Regions from separate parts of the Mus musculus genome. Here region 2 is linked to region 1. The links are chromatin contacts, called in public promoter capture Hi-C maps. All regions are on one chromosome and are shown on one strand. The core of a region is the stretch at or near the end of the contact, and the rest is flanking DNA. Distances in the headings are between cores, read along the strand shown. Region 1 overlaps Zfp148 (zinc finger protein 148). Region 2 holds the start of Heg1 (heart development protein with EGF-like domains 1).

Region 1 (7,955 bases), core at 3,183-5,682:
TGTAAGAGAGATAAATGAGGAAGTCAGAGCAAGCCAGCCAGTAAGCAACGTTCTTCCTCCGCGGGCTCTACTTCAGTTTCTGCCTTGAGTTCCTGCTCTGGCTCCCTTGATAGTGGACTGTACTCTAAACGCTGAAATATGCCCTCTTCTCACTTACGCTGCTTTGGTTAGTGTTTAGTCACAGCAACAAACAGTAGTTTAGAGAAGAGGTAGAATGACTGAATCCTGGGTCCTTGCAGAGAAAAGGGAATCTTAAAATCCAGGTCCTAACAGTGTGAGCAAGCATGGCAGGTCTTACAGCAACGAAATAGAAATCACAGACACCGGGGTCTGGTAACCATCCCTGTAAGGAGGGACCATGCCTGCAATCGAATAAATGAGAGAGCCCAGTTGTAAAGGCATACACCTTTGATACGCCAACATTTATAAGACAGAAGCAGGTGGACCTCTTGAGTTCAAAGCCAGCCCAGTCTACATAGTTTCAGGCCAGCTTGGGGTATATAATGAGACACTATCTTAATAAAATGAATGAATGAATGAATGAACGAACAAACGAACGAATGACAGGAATGTCAACAAAATAGAGGCCTAAGAACTGAGAGAGTAAGGGGAGAACTAAGATAGCATATCCTATAAAATATATTAGACAGTAAATATATTAGACTTAGTGCTCCAAGAAGTAATCAAAGTTGCTGTATGATACAAATATAAAAAGATAAACTTCTACAAAGCTTTTATTAATAAAGTTCAAACCATAATATGAAAAGACTGGGATTCTCTTTTTATGGTAGGAAGTAATAATAATAAAAAAACTCAATGATAAGTTAGTGCTGAAGAGTGCTTCCTTAAAGGCTATTTTAAATGACAATGCTAATAATCAGTGCAGTTTTTAGCTGCACAGTGGTAGCAGTAGCGTATGACTTTAATCCCAGCACTTGGCAGGCTGAAGCAGGCAGATGGTTGAGTTTGAGGATAGCCTGGTCTACACAGAGAAACCATGTATGAGAAAGTAACTTGGAATACCCAAGATACAATTCATAAAACACATGAAACTCAAGAAGAAGGAAGACCAAAGTGTGGATACTTCAATCCTCTTAGAAAGGGGAACAAAACACCCATGGAAGGAGTTACAGAGACAACATGTGGAGCAGAGACTGAAGGAATGACCATCCAGAGACTGCCCCACCTGGGGAATCCATCCCATATACAACCACCAAACCCAGACACTATTGCGGATGCCAACAAGAGCTTGCTGATATAGCTGTCTCCTGAGAGGCTCTGCCAGTGCCTCACAAATACAGAGGTGAATATTCACAGCCACCCATTGGACAGAGCACAGGGTCCCCAATGAAGGAGCTAGAGAAAGTACCCAAGGATCTGAAGGGGTTTGCAGTTCCATAGGAGGAACAACAATATGAACTAACCAGTACCTCCAGAGCTCCCAGAGACTAAACCACCAATGAAAGAAAACACATGGTATAACTCATGGCTCTAGCTACATATGCAGCAGGGGATGGCCTAGTCAGTCATCAATGGGAAGAGGGGCCCTTGGGCCTGTGAAGGTTCTATGCCCCAGCGTAGGGGAGTACCAGGGCCGGGAAGTGGGAGTGGGTGGGTTGGTGAGCAGGGGGAGGGGGAACCGGGAAAGGGGATAGCATTTAAAGCGTGAATGAGGAAAATATCTAATAATTTTTTTTAAAGTAATAAAAACAAACAACAACAAAACACTAATGTGATTTTTATGTTTTCCATCTTTATGGAAGCTTATCACAAAGTACTGGTATCAACCCATGAAAACTGAAAGGAATTTGTAAAATTGCAATAAATTCCTGCTCTCTGGACTTTTAATACTTTTACATTATATACTACTAATTGCCAATATAAAAGATTGGGTGAGGTTAATCATTTAAGTGGATTCAGAAACACAGACATTTCCTTTGGATCACTGTCCAGAAGCTAACATAACTTGAGCTGGAATCCAATCCCACAAGGGCCTGAGCAAGACTCTCCTCTCCTCAGACGCTGCATTAAGTCCTCTCATCTGTACTTCTGACCAGTTGTAAGCTGAGGGTTCCCATGACCCCCTACTTCAGTCTTACGATTCACAGAACTCAGAAAAGCCCTTTACTTGTATTTACAACGTGGCTGTAAAGGATGTGGATGAACAGCCAGATTCGAGGCGAGTCTCCCCCCATGTAACAGTGCGGCAGTGGTTAAAGCTGTACTTGGGGACTCAACAGCTGCCACTGAAGTAAATTTGCCACAAAAGTAGTTCCCCCTGTAACACTAAGTTGGATGTATTAAGAAACATTTTTAATCTTAAGCAAACGCTAATTTCCAAAACCATCCTACAATGTTCATTAATAACAACTGAGTGTGGTTTACTTTATCCAGAAACACATTTCGCCCTGACTCCATGCTCATCAGATCATGGTCAGAGACTGGGCTTTGTTGTAAAGGTGCTTGCTGTCAAGGCTGCGGTCCTGAATTCCAGACCTAGAATCTGCATGGCAGGAGAAAAAGACCCTCCTGAGGGCTTTCCTCCTGAGTGCCACCATAGTAGGCACGCACATGTACACACATGCATGGAAACCTCCCACTAAAACTTCACCACTTCTAAAACATCAACGTTCTACACAGCAGAAAAAGTCAGGCTCCCAGGCAGTGATGGCCAAGTCTATCTAGAGCAAGTAGATCCCGCTGCTGACATCCTACTCCAGTGATACACAGTGTTTCCAAGTACTTCACAAGGCAGCACTCACGGGCAACAGTGAAAAGCCTCACTTTAAATGACTTTTATTGCCCAAACACTATTTTCTGTTCCATGTAGATATTTCTCCCACCATTAGTTACAACAAAAGTTGATGGACTCATTTCAGGTTAGATCAAAATATTTCCTCCATTTTTTGAAAATAGTCTTAAAGAAGAATGTCTCAATGATATTTAACTCAATATGGCGTTGGTTCATGTAAACTATGTGACTAGATTTAAAAATATTCTTGCCTATGTTCCAGACAGATCATTTTTCAGTCACTATAAATTTGGGACTAACTTCTTGAAACACCACCAGCAATACTGATATAATGTAAAGGTTGGTCTCTGCCTCTAGGTTCTGATAAACAGCTCCTAAAATCCTTGTATTTTCCTGAGGGACTGGAATTACTCAATGTTTTTCATGCCATTCTTAGGGTTTTTGACCCTGCTTCCTGACAGTGCCTGAAACCCCTGTCCCCTCCTCAGCTATGGTAGTGCTAAGTGTCTTCTGTCCTGCAGCAGACAGAGCGCTTCAACTCCTGGGCATTTCCAGCCCAGAAGCCTCTTCTGTTTTACTGAGCTGACTTTTGGTGGGATCATAGGGAGGTTCAAGGCGATGCTATTCACAAGAACATCAGGCCTTGATTAGCCTTCAATTCTCACCACACTCTCCCCAATCTCAAGCAACCTCCTTAAAGCCCCTGCATGCATAACACTCAGAGGCCTCTGGTGGGCAACACATCCATGTTCCAGGAAGTGGAGGACCCTTCCAGACTCACTTCATATCTGGCTGTTCATCCACATCCTTTACAGCAACGTTGTAAATACAAGTAAAGGGCTTTTCTGAGTTCTGTGAATCGTAAGACTGAAGTAGGGGGTCATGGGAACCCTCAGCTTACAACTGGTCAGAAGTACAGATGAGAGGACTTAATGCAGCGTCTGAGGAGAGGAGAGTCTTGCTCAGGCCCTTGTGGGATTGGATTCCAGCTCAAGTACTGCCAGAGCTATATCCAACTGCAGGGCACAAATGTGTCCTGGGAGTTAGAGAACCGGTTGTTAGAGTACAGGGGTGGGGAACTCCTTGTATTTGTAGTGCTAGGTATTGACCCTAGGATTTTCTCTGAGTTTTTTTTTTTAAGGTTTATTCATTTTTTTGTCTGTTTTGAAACATGGTTTCTCTGTGTAGCCTTGGCTGTCCTGAAATTCAAAGATCTGCCTGCCTCTCCTCCTGAGTGATGGGATTAAAGGTGTGTGCCATCTCGGCCTGGCATCTTTTGCTTTTTTTATTGTTAGTACTGGGGACCAAGGTCAGGCCTTGATGTCTGGTAATCTCAGTGCTGGATTTTATTTAAAAATTAGTTTCAAAAAAGTAAGCTTGCTATCACAGGATGGGTGGGTGGGAGTTTGAAAATTACTGGCCTTATAACATTTAAATTTCAATTCCTTTGGATTAAACTGTTATTAAAATTCCCCCTCCCCACATGCATACACAAGAGGGAGGGGGAGGGGGAGGGGGAGGGGGAGGGGGAGGGAGAGGGAGAGGGAGAGGGAGAGGGAGAGGGAGAGGGAGAGGGAGAGGGAGAGGGAGAGGGAGGGGGAGGAGACACTGACTCTGAGAGTGTCTTTGCCTTGTTATGACTCCTCTGGAGTCAGTATGTCTTCAAGGCTGTTTTCTGTAACATGAGAATGTTGGCCTCTGCTTTCTACTCATTGCAGATGTTACTAACACACAGAGAAGCTAAGCCAAAACTGACTGGCTTAGTGACAGGAAGAAAAATTCAAAGAGCCAAAAGTTATATAGCTATTTTGTGTCTCATTTTGCTCAGTGGCTGTATCTTGGTCTCTAGAGTGACAGAGACTTGAACTGGAGTCTGTGCAACTTCATTTACTACATTGTAGAAGTTAAAGAAATTCTCATCTTCTCTCTGTTGCCTAATATATCCTGAGGACAGTAATACCTCCTGCCTTTCAAAACTAATGGGAGGACTAAACAACAGTACCTGGTATTTCTTTAGTAAGTTCTCAATAAACTACTCATCACACTTCACTTAAACCCAATCAGAAAGTGTGACTTTGCTTTAAGAGTCAACGGAACATTTGAGAATCACCTGGGAGTCTCAGTGAGACACTGTCTAGATCAGGTTGGTCTGTGAGCAGGTCTATGGGTGATTTTCTTAGTTACATTCATAGCCTAGAAGTGAGAAGCACGTGGTTTGGGCCTGGAGGAGAGTGCACTGAACCAGCATGCATGCATGTATGAGCCTTGACTTGTCTGTGACAGACTGCAGCCTGGAACTGAGAGCTAGAACAAATGCGTGCCCCGTGTTGTTTTGTCAGGAATGAAACCAGGATAGAACTATTACAAGACTGTGGCCAGGGCATTCAGAGTTCACCACAGTGCAATGTCAGAGTGACAAAAGGACAAGCATTATGTCTCACTTTCTCAGATCACGCTCACCCATCCAGTCACACACAGACTTATAACTTTGCCTCAGGCCGCTTTGCAGAGGCTTTCTCTGGGGTAATTCTCAAGAAGTCTACAACACTTAATTACATGATGCTTATCCATATGTCTCTTATCTCCAAAATAGTCTCTGTGTACTCCTAGCAACTGAAAAACATTGAAGGGTCAGCCACTAAGTTTTTGTTAAATGAACAAATCATCAAAATCTAATAAACACATGAAAATATTCAACTCTTTTCACCTTGGACCTAACATTTTTATTATTGCACTGAAATTTCAAGTTAACTATCAAGTCACATAAAAGCCACATGATTTTTTTCTTCCACCATATATTAAAGTGATAAATGTTTCAGCCGAGCATAGCGGCTCATGCCGATGATAGCAGCACTCAGCAGACTGAGGCATAAAGACAGAGTTCCAGGCCATTTTAGCTAGAGTTAAGACCTGTCTCAAAATAAAACCAAACATGACACAGGAAAGCTTTTGATTAAAAAGGGCTGCTATCTATTAGTGTGTCCAAGGATCCCGTTCCACAGATCCTGCACATACCATAAGACCACATCGAAATAACTCTGGGACAGGGACGTAACAAGGCCCTAATAACTCGCAGGGCTGGCATTGTCACTGTTAGCACTCATCACCATTCTTAATTCCAACAAAATCTAAAACACACACACACACACACACACACACACACACACCTCACCTCCTGAACACTGTAAATTAATTTCAAAGAAACGTCTTCTTACAATGCTTAGAAATATCAAAGAAGAAAAGTCAATAGTCTATTAAATCAAAGTCACTTAGAAAATTTGAGATACTTGCTTTAAAATGAGATTAAAAAATTTAACATATAGATCACTTTAGTGAACTTCCAAATCATTAACCCTGGATGGAGACACAGGCAGCGTCTTCCTTGATACAGTGCGCCATGTAACAAAGAGACATGAAGGATGCTACTGCTCCTTATAAGTGGGAATGATCATTTTACTTAGCTTACACAGCTATTTCAGGAAAGTTTCCTTCTTTGTTACTCAAAATATGTAATTTATATTATTATGGAACTATTTCAAAATAATTTGTTGTAATTCATTAAAACCTGGATTTAACTACAATTAAGAGACTGATAGTCTTAAGCAGTGTGCCTTTTTAGACTCCCTCCCTCCCTCCCTCCCTCCACCTGTGGTGGTGACCATGAGCTTAGTTAGGCAGGACACAGCACTCACCGGTATGGATCTTCTCGTGTCTCTGAAGCAGGTACTTCTGTATGAAACGCATGTCACATTGACTACATTGAAACGGTTTTTCGCCTTAAAATAATTTGACATCCATATATTAGTTAATGAATAAGACAACACTTTAAGTCATACTTCTGAGGATATATGTCTTAGAAGTCCAAATTTGGGGAAATTCTAAAACACCACATGATTTTAAAAAACATTTTTCATTAACAGTTATACTTTCCCTCAAAAATTTCCCACGGGATTTAAAGTTTCACATTTTCACAATCACACAAAAAATAAAATTTCATTTATATCATTTTAATAAGAAAGAAAACAAAACTTAAAAGATATACGAGCTAAGGAAGCACTGTCCAGAGTCCTGGTGTTCCCTATCTGAAGGCATGCACATCCTGTTCTCAGTGGCTAACCATCCCCCTCTGCCCTTTTACCTCTGTCCTTGGAAGCAGTCTGTCTCTGCTGGAGACCGAATTCAATCCCCAGTGCTGTGGTCTGCCCAGGGGAAGCTGTGCTTCCATGCTGCACTGCTCCTTGGCACCTTCCTCCGTCCTCCCACCACACCCTACGAGGGCAGTCTCAAGTCTGAAGTGCTTCCTCACCCACTGGGCTTGAAGCTTACAGGAGTCCTCACCTCTGTTCCACAGACTACAGCCACGGTCTCTCTACCCTGAGGTCTCTTTAAATCCTTTCTCTATCGGCTTCTGGCTATCACTGCATTTTCTACTTCAACACATCTCCTTTACCCACCAAGTCATTTATATTTCTAGCTTGCCGTTCTAAAGGTGTGTGATCAGCCTTTAGCTCTATTTTCAACAATTTCACGATTTTTAACTTCTACTTTTGTTAGCTACCATTTCTAATATCTGATTTCCAAACACTGTCTGTGCTGTTCATACACAGAAAAATGAATCCAACAGGCTCTTACTACATCCGTAAGCATTTTCTCTCGTTGAAAAAGAGAACTTTAAGGCAAGTGAATACCCAATTAACACTATTAGATGGATATATCTGCATTAATCAATTGTCCTCTCATTTAAAGTCTTTCTCGGTTTCCTCCTGATAGCCTGGCTACAGATTTTGACTGACAATGCCAAGTAAGCTATGGTCTTAAGATTAGATGACATTTATACGAAGGTGAAAACAACAATGATAATAATTTTAATGGCCACAAGCCCATTTTAATTCAATACCTGTATGAATGAAGACATGCCTCTGTAAGTGATAGTTCGTTCTAAAGGCAGCATTGCAGTGCTCACAAACGTGAGATTTAGGGGTTTTCAAACCAAGTGATCCATCCTCATTTATTGTAAGGATCTAGTTTAAAAAAAAATAAAGGCAAAAAACAAAGTTTTTAAAATGTAAATACTACATTTTAAAAGGACAACATAAGCAAGAGGTTGTAAAAAAATTTTTTTTCAGAAATAATCTGGAAAAGGCTATTAAGAGAGTGGTACCTTTAAAGTAGGAAAGCACAATTTGACTTAGACTGGGTAAAG
Region 2 (7,955 bases), core at 2,835-5,334, 210 kb before region 1:
TTTTCCTGTCCTTCAGATGAGAAACAGAGACCTCATAACGTGGTGAGATGGGCTAATGAATTTGATTGAAATCATACCCAGTTTCCTTCCTTTCCCTGTAACCTAACCTTGCTAGGTTTCGTCTCCCATAAAGGGAGATTAATGAGAAGCAATACCCCTGGCAGGACTTTGAGGGTGAAATGGGGTAAAATAACATATGTGTTCTGACCGCACACAGGTGTTCAAAGGCTAGGAGTTCTAAGAGGGATGTCAGTTAGTTGCCTTCCTGTTGTCTCTGCAGGATTCTTCGATGAAAGGTATCGATAGCAGTTCAAGTGTCCTGCTCATACAGAGAGGATACTGGGGCAGAGGGAAGATGCTAAAGTAGATAAGGAGTAGCTAAGAACACAGCAACTACCATCTGCTGCTTCCTTCTTTCTGACCCTGAATAAGGATGCTCTCGGACAGCTGGCCAGCACCAGTGGAAACAGAGAGATCACTGGAAGGCAGAGAGGCTCCTGCCCTTGCTTCTGGGTCTAGGAGGCAGTAACTGCCCAGCTGGCATGGGCACAGTGAAGTCTCCCCTTGTCCACACACAAGTCAGCTGGTGAGCAGAAAACATGAGCTCAGCATCTGCACGCACCAGGAGAGAGGCAAGGTGAAAAGGATGTGGCTTTTCAGCACCAAGTCTCTCTCTCTACTTGTGACAACCTCTGTCAGAGAAGCGGTTTCTAGATGCCCAGATCTATCTCTCAGCCTCAGCCAGGAGGGTCACACTTTCTTCCCCAGCCAGCCTTCATAGCACCTTGCAGTGGTACTGTGGCAGCCTAGCTAAAGGATGAAGTTGGGCTACAAAGTTAGAGCAATTTAGGAACCACCATTTAACAGCTCAGAAGGGGCTGGGCTCATGGCTCTCTTCCTTTAGGGAACCACATTTCTGTAAGATTATTATTCCTTGGGCTGGCTGCTTAATTTAACAAGGCAGCAGCACCATTTCCCCTTCGGGTGGGGAAGTTCTTTCGGAGGATTCTCAGTCTAAGTCCAGCCTCTTTCCCACCTCCCCGCCCCGCAGCTCTCACAATGAAAGTGTGGCCTGTGGACTGAAAAATTAAACTTAGTTCTCAGCCCGGAGCGATGGCTCTGGGGGACCCTCAGTCATAGGAAAGCCAACACAGAGAGAGGAAATCTCTAGCTCTCAGTCTCTTTTCATTGATGGCTGAAGCGGCAAACACAGTGGAACCCGGTGACAGGTGGGTCACAAAAGCCAAATAATGGCTATACAAACAGGGGGCAGTTCTCCCTGGAGGACAGTGTGACACAAGCAAACAGCCCACAAATGGAATGCAAACACAGCCACCCAGCAGTGGGAACCTTGAACTCTCTGGGGAGAGAGGAGCTAGAAGGACCCTCTGAGAAGAATTAAGTCTCTGCTACTCACTGGGGAATATTTGGAAGCCCAGACCGTGATGACCAGGCACTGGCCACCAGCACCCCCAGAAGAAGTGGCTCAGGGGACCCAACTGTCAGCTTAAGGGTATTATTTGTGCGACTCAAGGTTCACTACCATCAAGAACACTCATCTCCCTAAACACACACACAAAAAAAAAAACAAACAAACAAAAAAAAAGTGGATGCAGAGCATGGGTGACCATCTGCCCGGGTATCAGGGAGGCTGGATATCTGCAAAAGGACCACCAAGGATTTCTGCAGATGTGAGGGCCTAGCAGTGTGTAATGGCCAGCGGGGAGTCGGGAGGAGATCAAAGTGGGCCAGGAAAATTTTAAGAGGTTGCTACAAAACTCCGGCTCCCTGAGGTCGCTGATTGTTGTTGTGTTGTAGCTGCTTGTTTGCTGTGTCCTTTTCCTATGTGACATCGTTTGAGGCACTAACAGAAACCTGAGAGGCAGTGCTTAGATCTTCGGCCACACTGATAACTTCTCGAAGGTTTCAACAGGTCATAGAGTGCACCTCTTCTAACTTTACCTTTTAAACACCCCTGCCCCAGACTGGGCCTTAGAGCAATAGAGATCAGGAAACCTTAAAAGAAAGTCTGGATTATTCTTGTTCCTTCCTGGGTTCTTCCTTTGCCTCTATCCTGCTTTTCCCCAAACGAACAGAACAGAGCAGTTCTAGCACCATGGCTGTGAAGGCCCGGCTCTCATAAGGCCCCTATTCTTACCTTATCTCCCCTAACTCAGGTGCTACTATAGCCTGATGCTACACTCACACCTGTGTGAGCCTGGAACAGGCTCTGCCATTGGAAGGAGATTCCTGTGCCAGCCTCAAGCTGGAGCCCAGCATCCCTGCTCCCTTCATAGCCCCTCACAAGATGGAGCCTTCAGCCTGAGTACCAGTTAGTGGCACCTGCCTTGGGTTCCCAGGTGGCCATCTGAGTTATCAGTTCCTTACACACAACTGTATCTAGAACAGTAAATGTCTTCAAAGTTCTCAATTCCTTTCTCTGAAAATCAGTCATCAAGATTATGGAAGTTGGGGCTGCACAGCATGTCTGTAAAGACCTTCAGCACAGCTTTCCCTCCCTTTATTCACCCTTCCTCAGTTTCCCTGTCTTGGACCAGTGACTCAGAAGTTCACAAGGCTAAGGCAGTCTGCGGAGGGGAGATTATGGTTCAAATGAGGCTTTATGAGGGTAGAAAAGTTTCTCTTATTCAATTCTAGGAAGTAGTACCTCTATGTTCTAAGGATGAGCAAGTTGGGAGAAAGTTTGTAAAACATGTAAGATGGACAGACAGACAGACAGACAGACAAGAAGTGGAAACTGGACAAAATCTTGGCAGTCCCAGTGTGGCAACAACAGAGCCCGATGTGTGCCCTCTGCCTCTTACGGGAGGACAAATGGCTAACATCACCTAGGCTGGTTTGGTTCACAGCACTTTCTACTATTTTTACTTTCATTTTGTCACCTCTTGTCACTTGGAGGCAGGGAGGAATGGGGCCCCTCCATTCCACAGATGGGGAAACTGAGAGCCAAAGATGAGACACAGCCAAGGTCGTGTGGGGGTTACATTAGAATCCCACCCAGGCCGTGGCATTTTCTTCCAACAGAAAAAGGAACTAGAAACAAAGGAGGCAGGCACAGGAGCTGAGTCCCCATTCTGTGACCAGGACAGGCAGTGCCTGCCTGCACAGCAAGCAGCTGGCTGGGGGAGGAAAGGGCCCAGGACAGTCCAGAGCCAGTCAGTGGCTTCCAGGGGTTTGACCTTGCAGCGCCCCCAGCCCCATCCCAAGTAACCCTGCTCCTAAGGTTAACTGGGTAGCTTTGTTTTAAAGCGCACTCTTTGTCCTTTATGAAGTCCTAAGTACTAGAAGCATTCCAAACTCCGAAATCCGTTATTTACTTATACTGGAAAGTCAGGCTTTAGACCAGGAGAGACCAGTTCTAAATCTGGGGGTTGGGGGCTGAAACCGAGGGACAACAGCCAGAAGTTACCACTCCCCACGAGGTGAGAGGCTCTTTGGGGTCTTCGTTTTGTAAAAGTGAGAAGGGTGTGGGCTAATCCAGGAGAGAGTTTTCTTCCAAAGCACAGGGAGGGAATGCATGTGAACATTTTATATTCCAGTGGCCAGGGACAGCGTTTCTCCGTCCTGGGCCACCCTCAGGGTTCCACCCACGAGGGTCCACGGAGCCTCGGCCGGGATGGGGCAGCCGCGAAGCGCCCACGCCCCCTGACCCTCGCTGGAGACTCTCACTCACCCGCGCTCACGCCTCTGGGGACACGGCCGGAACGTCCCCGCCGGGTCGCGACGCCGGGTCCGGGGGCCGTATGTCCGGCGCCAGGCGGCGAAAGCGGTCCCGCGACCGGGAGGAGTGTTCGATGGGCCGGGGAGGGAAGGGAGCCCCGCGCCCCGGGGGCAGCGGGCGGCAGCAGCAGCAGCGGTAGCAGCAGCAGCAGCAGCAGCGACGGTGGCGGCCACCGCGGGGCGCGCGGCGTGGCCATGGTGGCGGCGGCCGCCCGCGCTCACATGCCGGGCGCCGGGCCGAGGGCGGCGGCGAGCGGAGCGGGGTGCGAGCGCGCTCTCAGCCGCAAAAGTTGTGGGAGCCGCGGGAGGGCGGAGGCAGCCCTGGTGCTGCCACACGCCAATCAGCCCGGGCGGGTCGCGGGGCGGGCGGCTCCTCCTCGGTTGACATCACCCGCCCCGCGCGGGGGCCCGGGGGCGGGGAGAGGGCAGGAAGAGGGCGGGGGCGGTCTCGGTCTCCCGGGTGAGTTCACGGAACCCCCGGGTGAACTCATGGAGCCCCCTGCGACTTTTGTTACAGGGCCCACACCCTGGAGTATCGCTTTGGCTTTTGGAGAAATGAAATTGGGGTGGGGGGCACTTTCCCAGTTCCTTAGCCACACAGTAGGTCTGTGAAAAGTAGATTCTGGCGGTGTAATTGACATCAGGTGAGTGAGTATACAGAGAGCTTTCAAAAGACAGAGAAGTGAATCCTAGACCCTGTTCCATACGTGGACCTGCATTGCCCTTAAGGATCTGAAGAGGCCCCAACCCACTGCCGCCCTTTTGGGTCCCCAGAATTGGTGAGAAGATTTGCTTTAGCCAGGGCGGGAACCCTCATCTTCTTGAAGGCTCAGAAGCCTGATTTCCTTCCCACGCTATCTTTGGCTTACACCATAGTTCTTCAAAGATGTCACTGCTGAGACACCCAAAGAGGCCAGAGGGAAGAGAAAACTGAACCGAGTCTGGGGCAAGGGAAAACCCATAGCCAGGAAAAGGACAGCAATTTGCAAATTAAACATAAAAAAAAAAAAAAAAAAAAAAGCAGCCCACACAGAAGTTAAAAAGAAACCTTTAGGGGAGATGTTCCAAGACAGAGTGTCAATAAATTTGCTTGGTAAGTAAAATTCTGTGTGTGTCCCTATTCCCTCCCTTCCTAGGAGACAAATGATACAATGTCCAGATTTTAAGACCCAAATCTCTTTTCTTTGTAAGTAAAGAATGAGCAGCTCAAAATAGGGGGAAATAACTTGCTTAAGAGTTGCTAAGAGAACCAACAACTAAAGGATTTCTCATTGAATGACCATGTGGCTTCGTGCTTACCTCATAGCTTAGAGTTGTCAATAATTCAGACAATATCTCATCCAAACTGAAAACCACAGATCCCTTGGGATGCTCTCAGATGTGCTAGGGTTCTTTGTCTGTTTACCAAATGTTCAGGAGACAGGCTTGTCTCTTTCCCCATGTCTCTGCCTCTCTCTGTCTCCAAGCCTCCATGACCCGCCTCCAGGGGAACGATCAGATCATAACGTCCAGCGCATCGGTAGATGGGCCTAGACCCATTTTCTGGTGACTCGGTACAAGTGAGTCACTTGGCAGGACACAAAGGATGCTCCGTATAAACAAGTTTACCTTAGACAAATGAGCCAAGAGTGGAGAATTGGTTTGGGTTAGGGTTTATAGAACCACAAATGAAACCTAACTTTTCAGGTCTCACATGAAATGCTCAGTCCTCTTTCTTTCTCAAACAACAACAATCCAAGCATGGCCCCACCTCCTGACACAGCTCCCCTGTTAACAAGCAGGACTACACAGCAGCCCAGTCCCATCTGGCTAAGCTCAGTACACTGTGCTCTGAGGTTCTGGTCACCATAGCTTCCTCCCTTGAACAGAAAGGAGGACTAGTTAAAGGCCAGGACATGCTTTCAGGCAAACAGGAAGGCTTAAGGGTTTAAAGGCCTGTCTGGGCTTCTCGTGTGTATTCAGAAAGCTCGCTTGGGAATCTTGCCTTTGCCTCCGGTGCCCAAGGGCATCACACCTGCCTCCTGCCCCTCCCTTTAAGTATCACAGATCTGTCTTTCTACCTTCTACCTGAACTTCCAGAGGAACTGCCAGCCTAACTGGTGGATGAAGGGCTGCAAAGATGTTGCTGGGTCTTAATACCTTTCCATCTCCTAGGACAAAGCAAGAGGGATTATCAGGGAGGCTATACTTGCGTCAGGAACTTGCAAACAGCTGCCAGCTTGCTCCTAGAATCTTTTTTCCCTGATTTCTTTAACTGTGACCTAGTCCTTAATTATTTCATCTATAAAACACATTGTCCTAGATGATTGATAAGAAGTGTTCTATCCCAGTGTTTTAAGGTTCAGGGGCAAGGCTATTAAAGCAGGTGCCTTAAGGACACATAAGCCAGGGCCCAGTGAAACCATCAGACTGGAGCACTTTATGGGTGCATCTGAAAGAAAGGTTTGTTGTAAGTATGAAAGAATAACCAGAGGCACTCAGGAAGTCTAAAGTAGCCATGGCTGCCTCTCAGGGACAGAAAGTACAAGAAGAGAATCAGCTCTGGGCAGGGATAGCTCTTGGGAGCAGAGAAAAAAAAGTGGGGAGAGAAGATGAGAGAGTGAAGCAAAAGTAGGAAAATCCATCCTTTATAAAGAACAGGTGGAGGGGTGGGTGGGGGTGGGGTGGTAGAACAGTGTGGGAGGTCATATAGTAGAGGGAGAGGTGAGAAGGACCAGGAGACTGGTGCTTAGTTAGGGTTTTACTGCGTGAACAGACACCATGACCAAGGCAACTCTTATAAAGGACAACATTTCATTGAGGCTGGGTTACAGGTTCAAGGCAGGAGCATGCCAGCATCCAGGCAGTGATGATGCTGAGAGTTCTACATCTGCATCTGAGGGCCACTAGGAAAAGACCTGATCCCATGTGGTTAGGAGGAGGGTCTCACTGCCCACACCCACAGTGACACACTTCCTCCAACAAGGCCACACCTCCTGATAGTACCACTCTGGGCCAAGCATATTGAAACCACCACAGCTAGTGTGGGGGCTTTGATATTCATAACAGCTATTAGGGACTGACATAGTTTTATGGGAAGGGAAATGGATCTTTCTGGCAGACAGGTGTGTGAGGAAGGCTCCCAGCAATCCTACAGTCTCTGCCTTTTAGGGTTTGGTACTAACAGTAGTGTCACTTCTTCTTCAGGAGCCTGGAAATACAGACAAGAGTCTTGATCATCTCAGATGAGTTAGAACTTCTCTCTAGAACCGGGAGGATATGTAAGATGCCCTCATAGATCTCATCTGGCCTTGGGAGTCTGATGATCTAGACTGAAAACAGCTCAGGTCAAATTGGAGGAGCTAGGGCTACAGAGGCAGGAGCGAGGGTGCACCACAGGAGCTGACAGGGAAGTTGGTGGGCTGCGGGAATCATGTGTCTCTGCCTCCTCAAGTTAAGCAGAGTCAAAGCTTGTACAGAGGCTTTCGTGCCTTGGTTTGCAGTAACAAACAAGACTCCAATACTCAGCAGTTTAACCCTCATGATATTTCCTCCTTGTTCACAACACAGAAGTCAAGGTCTGCGAGGCAGCTCTTCTCAGTCTTTTAGGGACGTGCAATCCGCTGGTTCTACCGTTCCACAGCATATGGCTTCCAACTTTGCTTTGGGATTCGGCATTCCAATCAGCCAGAGGTAAGAACACAGAGAGGTAAGCAGGAGAAACGTCGATGAGCCAGGCCGGGAGGGGTGTGCCTCACTTCCTCTTACATTCCACTAGGGAGAACACGACAATAGGTTTCACCCAACTGGGAAGGAAGCTGGGAAATGTGGCCTAGACACAGAGGCAAAGAGGAGGAGGCGAGGCCTGGGTAGATTGCTAACAATCTCCACCAGCTGGCATCAGGGTGTCTGAGAGGGAGGGGGAGCATTAAAGTTTCTTTCCTTGCACAAAGAGGGTAGCTAATCAGAGGATCCCTCGGGGCCCAGCTACTTGAATCTCCCATAATTCGCATAAGATATTCTATGCCTCAAAGTGAATAAGCAGAACAAGCTGCAGTCCACTGTGCCCTCTGCCCATTGGGCAGTGGAGAAGAGGACCTTGGGTTTTCTCCAAGTTCTGTCCCGAAGTTGTTCCCAGTCCTCAGCCAAGTCGAGTGATCGTTATTGACTTCAGTGTCCCCATCTGTCCATTGAGAAGAAACCCCGTTATCTTTCGATGCCTCGCCAGGTCAGTC

Evidence for each region. Promoter capture Hi-C pulls out the DNA fragments that hold promoters and counts their contacts.
Region 2: a contact with region 1 is called in a promoter capture Hi-C map of hippocampal neurons, with 2.7 times the contacts expected there. The contact joins the promoter of Heg1 here to the enhancer-like site in region 1. A contact is called at or near these places in 6 of 39 promoter capture datasets (the 3T3-L1 cell line, 3T3-L1-derived adipocytes, frontonasal cranial neural crest and 3 more), 1 of 115 datasets of contacts at active chromatin or transcription factors (fibro-adipogenic progenitors) and 1 of 9 other capture datasets (adipose tissue).

The regions. Positions count from the first base shown.
Region 1 is chr16:33,466,673-33,474,627 of GRCm38.p6, reverse strand. Zfp148 (zinc finger protein 148) reads right to left here. Exons shown (of 9, transcript NM_011749.4): 6 at 7,650-7,773; 7 at 6,445-6,528. Among named protein-coding and RNA genes, the nearest start is that of Slc12a8, 48 kb to the left of the region's middle. Within about 2 kb of position 4,432, at least 12 of the 459 cell types and tissues checked have an H3K27ac peak or open chromatin away from gene starts, as enhancers often do.
Region 2 is chr16:33,680,595-33,688,549 of GRCm38.p6, reverse strand. Heg1 (heart development protein with EGF-like domains 1) reads right to left here and starts at 4,084. Exons shown (of 15, transcript NM_175256.5): 1 at 3,695-4,084. The coding sequence starts at 3,938.